Regions from separate parts of the Zea mays genome. Here region 2 is linked to region 1. A link is a contact called in public Hi-C data. All regions are on one chromosome and are shown on one strand. Each heading gives the region's core, a stretch centred on a gene start, on an enhancer-like site or on the middle of the called end of the contact. The rest is flanking DNA. Distances are from core to core; before and after follow the strand shown.

What was found. Hi-C and Micro-C count contacts between places; a contact is called where the count stands out from the background.
Region 2: a Hi-C map of root tip shows a contact between it and region 1, with 4 times the contacts expected there. The contact joins the promoter of LOC100193725 here to the promoter of LOC103651072 in region 1. A contact is called at or near these places in 11 of 25 Hi-C or Micro-C datasets (bundle sheath, ear, endosperm and 4 more) and 1 of 3 datasets of contacts at active chromatin or transcription factors (leaf).

Annotation. Positions count from the first base shown.
Region 1 is chr3:190,591,140-190,597,020 of Zm-B73-REFERENCE-NAM-5.0, reverse strand. It overlaps LOC103651072 (WUSCHEL-related homeobox 8-like), which reads left to right and starts at 2,183. Exons shown (of 3, transcript NM_001301436.1): 1 at 2,183-2,904; 2 at 5,000-5,518; 3 at 5,614-5,881. The coding sequence starts at 2,688. The coding sequence ends at 5,699.
Region 2 is chr3:190,770,630-190,776,510 of Zm-B73-REFERENCE-NAM-5.0, reverse strand. LOC100193725 reads left to right here and starts at 3,696. Exons shown (of 7, transcript NM_001138813.1): 1 at 3,696-4,004; 2 at 4,155-4,243; 3 at 4,544-4,698. The coding sequence starts at 3,907.

The DNA of each region.
Region 1 (5,881 bases), core at 934-3,433:
CTGCTCTCGATGTCAATGCTGTCAATATTGTCCAGATCGATGTCTTAGCATGGTTTACTTCTTACTGTTCCAACTGAACTCGGTTAATCCCACAAAGGAAAAATGCCATAGTTTCCTAGAGATATCAATTGCAGTGCTAAGAACAAGCAGAGAGGGGAAAACACCAACCAATCATTGAGGTGGTTGCCCTGTATGTGTGATTGCACATAGTAGTTCACATGATTTGTTAGCTCCACGATCCCCGCTTCTGGGTTTACTCTTTTGACTGCTAAATCACCAACATTTGCTAGTCTTCCCTGAGCAAATGACAAAGATGACAAATTCTTCGATTAATTCAGTACCTTGTAGATGGTATTAGACTGGGTAAGTAAAAAAGGCAATTAAAAGCTTGATGGTTCCATTATCTGAAGTTTGTATTCACGATTAATTTGGCAAAACTATCAACGTCAAAAGCTTGATGGTACTTCCATTATTTGAAACCAGTGATAAGCATTTCTAGTAGGTACAGTGATAAGCATTTCTTCAAACTTCAGAAAATGGACACCACACTTTCATATTGATTGAAGGCGTAAAGTATGACCGATTAATTCAGCAATGCATCAGCTTTTACAAGATTCAGGGCATTTCCAAACAGACATGCCAATAAACAAAATTCTTCAGTGGTTGCAAAATCTGTGAGAATCATTAAGTGACAATGCATCAGGATATCTCGTTGTCCAAATCATTTCTGTATATACATGCATAGTTTCAACAGGATGCTATTTTTGTCATCACAAGTTCACAACCTAAATCAACCTCAGTTCAAACAAACAAGGAACAGAAACAGAATATCAGGTAAAACTGACCTGTACCAAGCACCGGATCCAAAAGTAGACGCGGGGAGACTCCTCTTCGCTGCGAGGCAGTCAAGGGGGAAGTCTGTCATGGGACAGTGCCCGCAGGCCGCGGTCCAGACGTGCACGGCACGGACCGCTTGCCGGAGTTGCCGCGCCATCGTTGTGTGGCCCCCTGCCGTGAGGCTGCCTAGGAAGAGCTCGGTGCTGGCGGCGACGAGCAGGGCCACCTCACTCTTCAGCTTCTAGATGTCTCGGAAGATGGGGAGGAGGTGGTAGAGCAGAACCTCTCGTGACGGGGAGCAGCAGGCCCGCTTGATCGGGTGATGGTGGTGGGAAGGGTACGGAGGGGATGAAGGGGAATGTACGAGCTCGTCGCCGAAGATGGAGGAGGACCGCTTGCCTCCTCCCAGATCCCATCGCGGTGGCCTTGCTGCTCGTCTCGCAACATTTGCATGCCACGCACCATGGCATCGTGGATGGCCTCCTCCAGGTGCCGGATCTCGACCTCCCCCTCGGTCGCATCTGCCTTCCTCCGTGGCCTCGCTACCAAGGTCAAGATCATCGAGATCGACCTCACCGAGGAAGACGGGGAAGGTGGGAAGGGCGACGTCTCCGGTGTTGAAGGGGATCGGGTGTCCGGTGTTGAAGGGGCCGCGACTGCAAGATTGGCGGGGGGAGGGCGAGGGCGGCGCCATGGATCCGGGCTTGGACCGCGCTGGTGACAGCTGCGGGGAAGGGGCGACATTCACGCCACCGGACGTCCGCGCCGCCCACCTCTCCTTCGCCTCTGACGCCCATGCCCTCCGCCGGCCGGGTCGCGCGGAGGTCGCACGATTCGCGGCAGCGGGGATGCGGATGGGGATGGGGCGGCGGCGGCTCACGCGGGGTGGGGAGGGGAGGCGGGGGAACGAACGCGGGTGTGGGCGGGCGAACGGTGTGGATTCACAGAAGCGAACGGATGGTACAGATTCACCGAAGGCAGAACACAAAAAGGCAGGCTACTATTGCTTACTTAATAAGTAGTAGAGATTTGCGCCCATCTTCAATGTTAAGGAAAAGCATAACGTTTGTGCTGCCGCGATAATTGCTGTCTGCGTTTGGGTCCCACCGCCAGGGGGCCGGTCGACGTCTCCGTCCACGGGTCAGGTCTCCTCCCGCTGCCCGACGCAAGGAGCCATTGACCACCCAAGGGCCCCTGCCTAGGACGGCCCCACCTGTCTGTCGTGCCGCTGATCGCCCGTCGCTGATGGGGCCCGGCCAGCCCACCCACCCCTCCGCACGTCACGGCGTAACGCGCGGCGCGACCCATCCGTCCCCTCCGTGTTCTGTCCGCATGCGCGCGCCGCCCGTAATTTCTTTCCGCCGCGAGTCGCGGCGCCCGCTCGTGGCCGGTGCGCGCGTCCACAACCGCCGCCACCGCCTTCCCACTTCCAAATACGCCTGCTGCCACTTTCCCCATTCCTGTCTGACCATCCCCACGCCCCCCTGCTGTGGCCTCTGCTCTCTCCTGCCAGTTCACCTGCTGCCTCCGGTGCCCGCTGCTGTGCCTCGCTCGCTCACCACCACCAATCGCCACCCCGTGCGGCAGCCGCGCTGCCATCCCGCGGAGGACTGGAGGAGCACGCATATCCGAGCCTTCCCTGCCGCGTCGCATGGACTCATGCTGTCGCGGGCCGCCTCCCGCATCGCCTCCAACCGGGTGCCTGCCTAACTGGCCGATTTTCTTCCTCGCGTAGCCCCATTCCGCAGCACAAATAGCGCGTCACTTTCCCAATTTCTATCGCGTGCCCCCCTTCCGATCCTGCCATTTCGTGCATCCTGTAGCGTCTGGCAGTGCGGGGGTCATCGGGGATGGAGTGGGTGGACAGGACCAAGGCCTCCGCCGCCGCCGCCGCAGCGGCGGCGGACGAGAGGGCTGGGGGAGCGGAAGGGCTCGCGGGATACGTCAAGGTCATGACCGACGAACAGATGGAGGTGCTCCGCAAGCAGATCTCCATCTACGCCACCATCTGCGAGCAGCTTGTCGAGATGCACCGCGCCCTCACCGAGCACCAGGACACCATTGCAGGTCGGTCGCCGCAGTTGCGGGCAAAACCAATTGCTACTCTCTGCTCGTCTTGTTGTCTGTTATGGGGGTTTGCAAACGGGAATTTTTGGGGATTCCTTTGCTTTTCCTTGGGACCTGCATTGTGGCTTGTCCCATCTTTGCCTCTTTGTCCAGAAAGAAAAATCGTGTAGTTTTCTTTTCTTTTTCTTTTTTTTTTTTTTGCCATGGCTTCTCTAAAGTCCGCATGCTTTGGTTATTTATGAATAGAGCTAATTCTGGCGTTACAAGAAGATGCGTTGGCCGATCATACGAAATTATTAGCGGTCAAACTCTTTTCATTTTTACTCGCCGTCCAAGATTTGCTATTATAGTTGTTTATCGCTTCATGAGCAGGTTTCATTCATCACTGTTGGCCTTCTGTTCAATTTATGTCCAGTACTTTAGTCTGCCATCTCCAATTGGTGAAGAGTGAAGGAGTATCTTTTCACTCTGTTCATGTTGCTAGATGCATAGTTTCGGCTGCCTGGTCTGCTTTACTCTGCTCGCCATCTGTGTACTATGGCTTTTGTCTAGTCCGTTTTACTCTGCTAGCCGTCTATGTACTATCTTACAATGGTAATCATGGGTATGGGGGTAGTAAGAATATAATTCATAATGTGTTGCTAGTTTCTGTCATTAATTAACTGTAGTGGTTTCTTTTGGATTTGTTATTTGCACGAGATGCTACTCGTAACATATCTTGGTAATGGAATTGTAATGACCATCCTTTTCTTTGGTTTAGTGAACCAATTTACAATGTGTGTTAGGCTGCATTGTTTCTTTGCAGTGAGGTTAGGACAACTGCGTTAATGCATTGATTACAGAAACCCATAAACTAGAACTTGCAAGCAGAATTCCATTTAGTGGACCTTATTGTCTGGTTGAACAGAACTTGCATTATTTGTTGTGCACTTTGTAGATACCTGACAATAGGTTATAAGTGCCAACACATCAAAATGGGAATAGGTTTAGTCAATACCAAGGAGTGGGAATCCTTGTTCTTATTTGCTTCTCTCTTTTTGAGTTAGTGACCTAATCTACATGCATTTTGATTAATTTCTCAAGGTCATCATGGTTGCAGCATGATTGTTATTTGTGCTAAAATTCTATTTTTCTCTATATGATATGGTTTCTATGCCCAAGCAATTAGTTCTTTAATTGGAAGATTATCATAACCCCTCTGCAAGGATGACACACGCAAATAGAAAAATGGTCCTTTAGTTAAAGAAATAATAATGAATAGCTATTACGACATGATTGTCATGTAGGGCCAACCAATTGCTATTCTGTGCCACGTGCACCCTGCCACAGTGCCACCCTGATTATTCCATATTCTTCTGCTGTCCTGCAGAATCTAAGCTTGACTTCCAAGGAGGTACAAGTTTTGCATGTGTCTTTCGTTGGGCCATCAGCCCATCACACTTGCATTTTTACTACGTGGTTGCCATTTTTTTATTACTCATAGCCGTTACATATCACTTAATATTTGAAATTTCCGAACTTAATCATGCTGTAATCAATTTATATACTTCAGTTAGCTAGATTCTTCTCTACTTTTTTTCTCTCAATATGCAGGAGAGCTGCGTATCATTGCATTAAGAAGAAAAGCCGAATACAAATGGCCTGCGAGGCTGCAACCCCGGGCAAAGGAGTCCGAAGAGGAAACCCAAAGAAAATATAAAGAAACTACTAAAAAAGAGAAGGCCAGGTCACAACCACTAACTACAACTTCCTAAGAATTTCCTGATCCAAGAGCACGCAAACCAGCTGCTCCAACAAAACACCAAAGATTGCGCTCATCCATAAGGGACCGGAGATTTGCATAAACTTTTTTTAGCTTTCATTAGGTCATTTTTTAAATATTCCGTATTCCAATGATTCACCCTAATTACTTACATTGATGGCCGCACAACATCCCACCTGTCCCTTTTTAGAATAATCTTTAAAACAGACTTCACTGAATTTGCCCTTCCTCCTGTACAAGTGTTTTAATGCTCCTTTGTAATGTATGCATTGTCGATGGAATATAGTCCCTTCTTTTTTTTCCCGATCAACTGGGTTTTTGTTTCTTCTTCAGGAATTAGGTTTAGTAATCTGTACTGTGATCCTCAAATTATCCCTGGAGGCCACAAGATCACAGCAAGGCAACGATGGCAACCAACACCAATGCAGCTGCAGATCTTGGAGAACATCTTTGACCAAGGCAATGGAACACCAAGCAAGCAGAGGATAAAGGAGATAACGGCAGAGCTCTCGCACCATGGCCAAATCTCGGAGACAAATGTGTACAACTGGTTCCAGAACAGACGGGCACGGTCAAAGCGGAAGCAGGCCGCTTCTTTACCGAACAATGCTGAATCTGAAGCTGAGGTGGACGAGGAGTCTCTCACCGATAAGAAGCCGAAGTCAGATCGGTCGCTCCAGGACAACAAGGCTATGGGCGCTCACAACGCTGACAGGATATCTGGGATGCATCACTTGGACACTGATCATGACCAAATCGGTGGCATGATGTATGGATGCAATGACAACGGCTTGAGATCGTCTGGCAGTTCTGGCCAGATGTCCTTCTACGGGAACATCATGCCGAATCCAAGTATCTTCTCCGCAACCAGCGCCATTACTTCATTAGGCAACGTAAAATTCCGAAAGAGTGTTACTAAAAGTTTGGCGTGGTGTTGGTTTGTGCAGGAATCGATCATTTCCCGGGGAAGGTGGAGAGCTCCCGGAGCTTCTCCCATCTCCAACACGGGGAAGGCTTTGACATGTTTGGATGACATGATGCGGCGCTGAGTTACCGTGTAAAATGTGATGGTTGACACATCGTGCGTTCAATTTGCTGACATGAAAGTTGATGTTGGATGTCCGTGTTGCTTATCACGTTCTGGTTAACCACCTCCGCGGATGGTAGCTAGCTTGAATGAACCTACTCTTTGGGATAGCTGTAAGAGGTTGATAT
Region 2 (5,881 bases), core at 2,447-4,946, 180 kb before region 1:
ACTGGTGCCGCTAGGGATGAGTCCCATCCCGGTGTCGGAGCTGCCGACGTCTATCTCCGACGCGCTCCCAGTGCTGGACTCTGCCGCGGACCGCCTCCGACGCCTGGACCAGATTCTTGGCGCCCGCTTGGAGGCCGAGGGCGGCAGGCTCTGTCGGGCGGTGATTGAGTATGTCTTGACATGCTTCCGGAGCCACGACCCGGCCATATCCTTGGAGCCGGTGATCGCTGGTCCGGTGGCCGACACTAAAGACGCCGCCCGGGAGGGCATTCAAGACGCTGTGGATCTGGTGGCCGAGCGCTTCTAGCGAGATCCTGCTGACGACAAGTAGCCGAATCTACAGAGAGCAGGCAAGGGTCCCGCTGGAGTGCAGCTTGTAATAATTTTTTGGTTTTGTAAGATACTTTTAAGAACTATTAATCAAACAACACTTATCTATATCCTATTTGTCTTCACTGTGTGTAATGTTACCAACTTCTCCCTGGTACTTGGCCCCCCTGGGATGTAGGCTCGACGTGTCGAGGCTGAATACCAGTATACCTAAAGGAAAATTAGTTGCCCGGTCCCTAGGAGATAGCCTCTACTGTTTGAGACTACCTGTGTCTGGATTGGAACCTGGACCTACACACAGCTTCGGCTTTGAAGTGTTAGTAGCACACCCATAGGACCCATCGTCTGGTATCTGCCATCCTTTGATTTATGCAACAGGACCTATAAGATTTAGTCTGGGAAGCCAAGCCATGTGCCCGGACCCCCTGAATCACAGTTCCAAATACTAGGACACCCGTCGCGGAGTGGTGGAGCGTGCAGGCTTAGGGTACGGGACCATGCTAAGTGGCTACACAACTCCGGACCACCCCAGGAGACGTGTGTCCATTCTCTAGAACCGGACCCTAGGTTGCCGGACCCACTGTCGGTGAAAAGAATTCCACCGGCCGGGTGGCAGAACGCACCCGCCCTAATCCTAAGATGAGGAGGGGCCTAAGCGGTTTGCCTGTCTATCGGAAGGTGGAAGAACACACGAGGACACAAGAGTTTAGAGTGGTTCAGGCCACCGGAGCGTAATACCCTACCTCCACTGTGTGAGTAGTATTGAGAGTGTGTAAAGGCTGTGTGCTTGAGAGCTGGTCTGTGAACTTGTCCTTTGTAACGTTGTGTGCCTTCCCTTTTATAGTTTAAGGGAGGCACATACAAGGATACTGAGCCCCGACATGTGGGCCCAGGAACATAATGGAAAGAATATATTATGTGAGTAACTAATGCTAGTAACGCCTGAGCAATCACCGGGAGTCTTGATGACCGCAGTCCATGCAGCATTGATAGCTGAAACGTACGAGTAATGATGAATAACTGCACGGCTCGCGTATCGTGGACTGTGAATGCCACCCGTCAGTGGAATGGACAGGCGCACGTGTTATCTGTAATGAATGCAGTGGCGCGCGTAGCCCAGAGGCGTCACGCCGGGTTCCACCCGTTGGCTTATGCCGCGCGCAGTATGCCACGTGGCAACATCGATGTTCCGCCTGAGCGGGGAGCAGGAGTGTATACAGATAGGTCTGGAGCACACAAGAGCAGGTCTGGACACGTGTTAGCTCTGGACCCCCGCCTGGGCCTTAAGTAAGGTCTTGGGACCCCACTGTGGGCGGTCCAGACCCCATACGGAGGGGTCTGGATCCCATTCTAGGGGTCCGGTCCGTACACGTGGGAGTCCTGGACCATCTTGGAGGTCCAGACTGTATATCCAGGGGTCCAGCACTTTCCCATGGGGTCCGGACTCACTGTTGATGCCTTGGAGTATATCACTTTCTCTGGCCACGTGGTGGCCCCGGAGCCGTCCACGTGGTGGGGTCGGATGCTGTTGCTGGCCCAGAGTAGTCACCCGAGGCTGAGGCGAGTCACGACCTGGCTCCACGCAAAGCTCCTTTACCACGCGACTAAAGATAGCCGCGTGGGTACTGCGTCTTCATACTGTAGTGAGGGATACCCTAGTTTCAGGGTACCGACAAGTACCAAAGGGGGATCTCAGTGTACAGTGTCTGGAATCTGATGAACTCAATCCGGAAACGTCGATTCGCTACAACAAATCAGGGATAACAAATGGTAACTACCAATGAAGTTCGAAGGGATCGGTCCGCTTACGTACCAGTTCACGAATCGTCGAGAACAACTTGGAATCTCGTTGTCATTGAGAAGAATCCCAACTCTGTCTACACGAGGAACAAACAAAACACATGGGTAAAGCGACGCGACGGAGGAAACATGAAGATGGAGGGCAAGCACGGGAGAAACCTGGGAGGCGATACGAGAGTGGTTAGAGGATGTGGGGACCAGAGAAACCCTAGAGTGGCGAGAGCAAAGAGCTGTTTGGATGCCCAGCCAGCCAAGCTTTCTACGAAAGCATGGTTTTGCCCGCTTTTAGCAGACCGTTGCGGGGTGGCTTTGGTGGGAAGCGCAGTGGGGTCAAGCGGTGGTAGAAGCTGGGCATTTGGGAAGCCAAGCAGGCTTATGGCCTCTAGAATCACCCAAGAAGCAGATCCAAACATGCCAGAGGGATCGCGCGGTGGCTGCTGGCCCTGCTCGGTGGTGGCTGGGGGAGTGGCGGGAGGTGGCGGTGGCAGTTGCAGCATGTGGAAGTTGATGGATTGGTGAGCGACTCGCACGCGAATAGGGAGCTCGGTTAGTTGCGCAAGTTTGCGCAGTGAGAGGGACACTATTCGCGTGCCGGAAGATAAGAAGCTCGGATAGGTCATTGTTGGACGTGTATTTTTCTTTAAAACAAAGATTGGACCCAAGGTTTTAAGGAGCTATTAGAGATGCTCTTATACAAGGCTTCGCATGCGTGGCTCGCAGTCGCGATTCGTGATTCCCTTTTGGGCCTTTGCCATTCATTGGCTGGTTGGCTCCCTCGACTTGCCAACTCTACAGTTTGCTCGATTGGGGCGGTCCCGGTTCTGGCGGCCTGAAGAGCGTTAGCAAAATGGGCTTATTTTCTCTAGCAGATCGCGTAAAGCACTTAGATGGTACTGTTTATATAGTTAAGTTTGAAATATAAGATATGATAGAAGATAGAAATGACAAGATATTGGACGTTACATGTGGGTGTGAATGTGGTCGTGCATTGCTATGATTGTTATATATGACATATGATTAATTTTGTTTTAATAAAGTACAAAATATATGTTTTCTATTGATTAGGTGGGTGTGAATGTGGAGCCAACAACCAAGGTTCAAACACTCAGTTATATATAATTTCACCTTATTTTTTTACATAAACTCTCCTATTTAGTAGTAGAGATAGAGAAGATATTATAGAAGTGCGAGTTGATTCTTAAGAAATATAGATTTTTTTAAAAAATATTAACGCGTGACGACCGTTGAAACTGATGTCTTAATAGTAGATATATAGATAGATAGAAATAACACTTTTATTATATTCTGTAAGGTATGAGTATATATCTAGTTAGTCTAAAGTGCAAAACACTTGCATAGCCACATGCCCGATCTCAATCATACACCGAGCTAAACTCCCCCGATCTCAATCATACACCGAGCTAAACTCCCCTAAACCCTATGCCAAACCGAGCAACGAAAAAAAGGTATCACCAACCGGTGGCGGCTGTCAAAAAACCTACTCCACCTTCCGCCGCTATAAACCCTACGAAGAGCGGAAGAGGGTAAAAGGGTGGCCAGCTAGCCGAAGAAACACCCAGACGAAGCGGCCGTTTTTGGCATCTCGTATGTGCAACTTCGCTGGAACCCTCCTCGACTGATTTTACCGCACAGCAGAAAAGGAGATAAAACACGACAAAAATTGAAGGAAAACGCATTCACATCTTCTCTTCGTCCGCCGCCGCCGCCTCTCTTCATTGGTAGCACCTTAATCCGACCCCAGTCCAGCCCGCCGCCATGGAGGCGCTGACGGCCACGGACAAATGCTTCTCCCCGGCCAGGGCGATGTTCCCGATGCCGATTGTGAGGCCACCTGCATCACCAGACCATGCCAGGTAAGACGGCACCCCGATTTGATTCTTGAAAAACAATCGCTTTTTTGCTGTAACCTGTTTCCCTGTTTTTGGTGTTCTTGTATCGTGGTCTGAATCGTGTCCTTTTTTCTGTGTTAATTGGGTGGGGCTGATTTGATTGCGGCGGCGCAGTCAGTATCTGGAGGACTTGTTGCAGGAGCAACAGAAGCTCGGGCCATTCGTGCAGGTGCTCCCAATCTGCGGCAGGCTGTTGAATCAAGGTGAGATAATTTTCAGCTTTATTTGTAGTAGTCTTGCTCAGATTCGGTAGTTCATATGCTACGTTCCTCTACGAGCTCTGTCTTTATGATAAATAAAAGAGCAGCCTTTTCATCTATTTGTTCATAAAAGGCACATTGGTTTAACATGGGACGACTTGTACGGGGAACTCCCACAGTCTTGGTGCAACATATAATTGTTTGGGGCTCCTAATTGTTTTGGTGCTGAAAATGGCAGAACTTTATCAATAATAGGCATTTACTCATGTTTATGTTATGCTGATCGGAAACCATAATGTGCAGAGATAATGAGAACATCAAACCTGCTTTCTAACTTTGGAGTTAGAGGAAATGAGAGGTTGCCACCAATTGCAAGTCCGAACCACATGCATCCATTGCCCCGGGGACCTGATTTCTGTGGAAACGGTTTCGGTCCATGGAATGAGATGCATCCTGAGGTATCTGTGCTACTTAAATTGTTCTGACATTTCACTTCATCCATTTACTGGATACCTCTGAACTGTATGCTAAAGAATTCAATATGGAAAACTGATGCTACATAGTGTGTAGCTTGCCTGCTACTGAAGTATAATCATAAATATAGTGTTGACATCTTGCTGTACCCATTTTCCCCATAATGGCAAAGCCCACTTTGTTGTACTTTGTCAAGGGCGTTAAGCCCTTGGGTAGCTGGACCTCAGCTACGTAATTCGTAGCCTCAATCCGTCTTCTTTGGCAAGGTTAGTCCCTTAGCCGCAGGCTTGATTGCGACAGAGAGATAGGAGAATAGAGGAGTAATATCTTTGTTGCCTTTATTGATTGATCGTCTCCCCATATATATATGGCCGACTCGCCCCAACTAACTGGAGCGACAGACTCCTTTAATCTAGCAACTAACCAACTAACTCCTTTAATCTAGGAACTAGTAGAAATCTATCTCTATTAATGATCTTATCTCCCGGTGGTGGCACAGTCTTCTCCCTGCGTGCCCATCGCACGTTCTGTGTGCTCAACCATGACATCTCTCCCCCTGTCGAGGAGCAGCTTGTACTCGAGCTTGAGTTTCGGATACATGACGCGGAATGGCTCGATGTCTTCCCAAGTAGCAGATGTTGTCGACTCGCCCTTCCATTGGACAAGAACTTGGATCACCCCGCGAGCCAGACAAGAACATATGGTACGTTCTGGCTTAGGGGCAATGACGCCATGATGCATAGGCGGCAGGGGCGGAGGGGTGGCCGATGTTGAGCCTTGGAACTTCTTGAGCAGCCCCACGTGGAACACGTCGTGAATGAGGGTTTGAGGCGGCAAAGCGAGACGGACGACAACTTCGTTGATCAGCTCGGTGACGCGATACGGCCCGAAGAAGCGTGACCTGAGCTTACTGGCGATAGTTTGGGGATGCGAAGACGCCGCGCGCTGCCGCAGTTGAAGGAGCACCCAGTCGCCCACTTGGTATGCGACATGGTGGTGCACCTTGTCGTAATGCAGCTTCTGCATCGCTTGAGCTTGTTCCAGCCGATACCGGATGTCGGCTAGGAACTCTTCTCGTTCCTCCATGCTCTTGGCGACAGCAGCCACCCTCGTGTCCCCCAGTTCATATGACCGGACAGATGGCGGATCGCACCCGTAGACGACGCG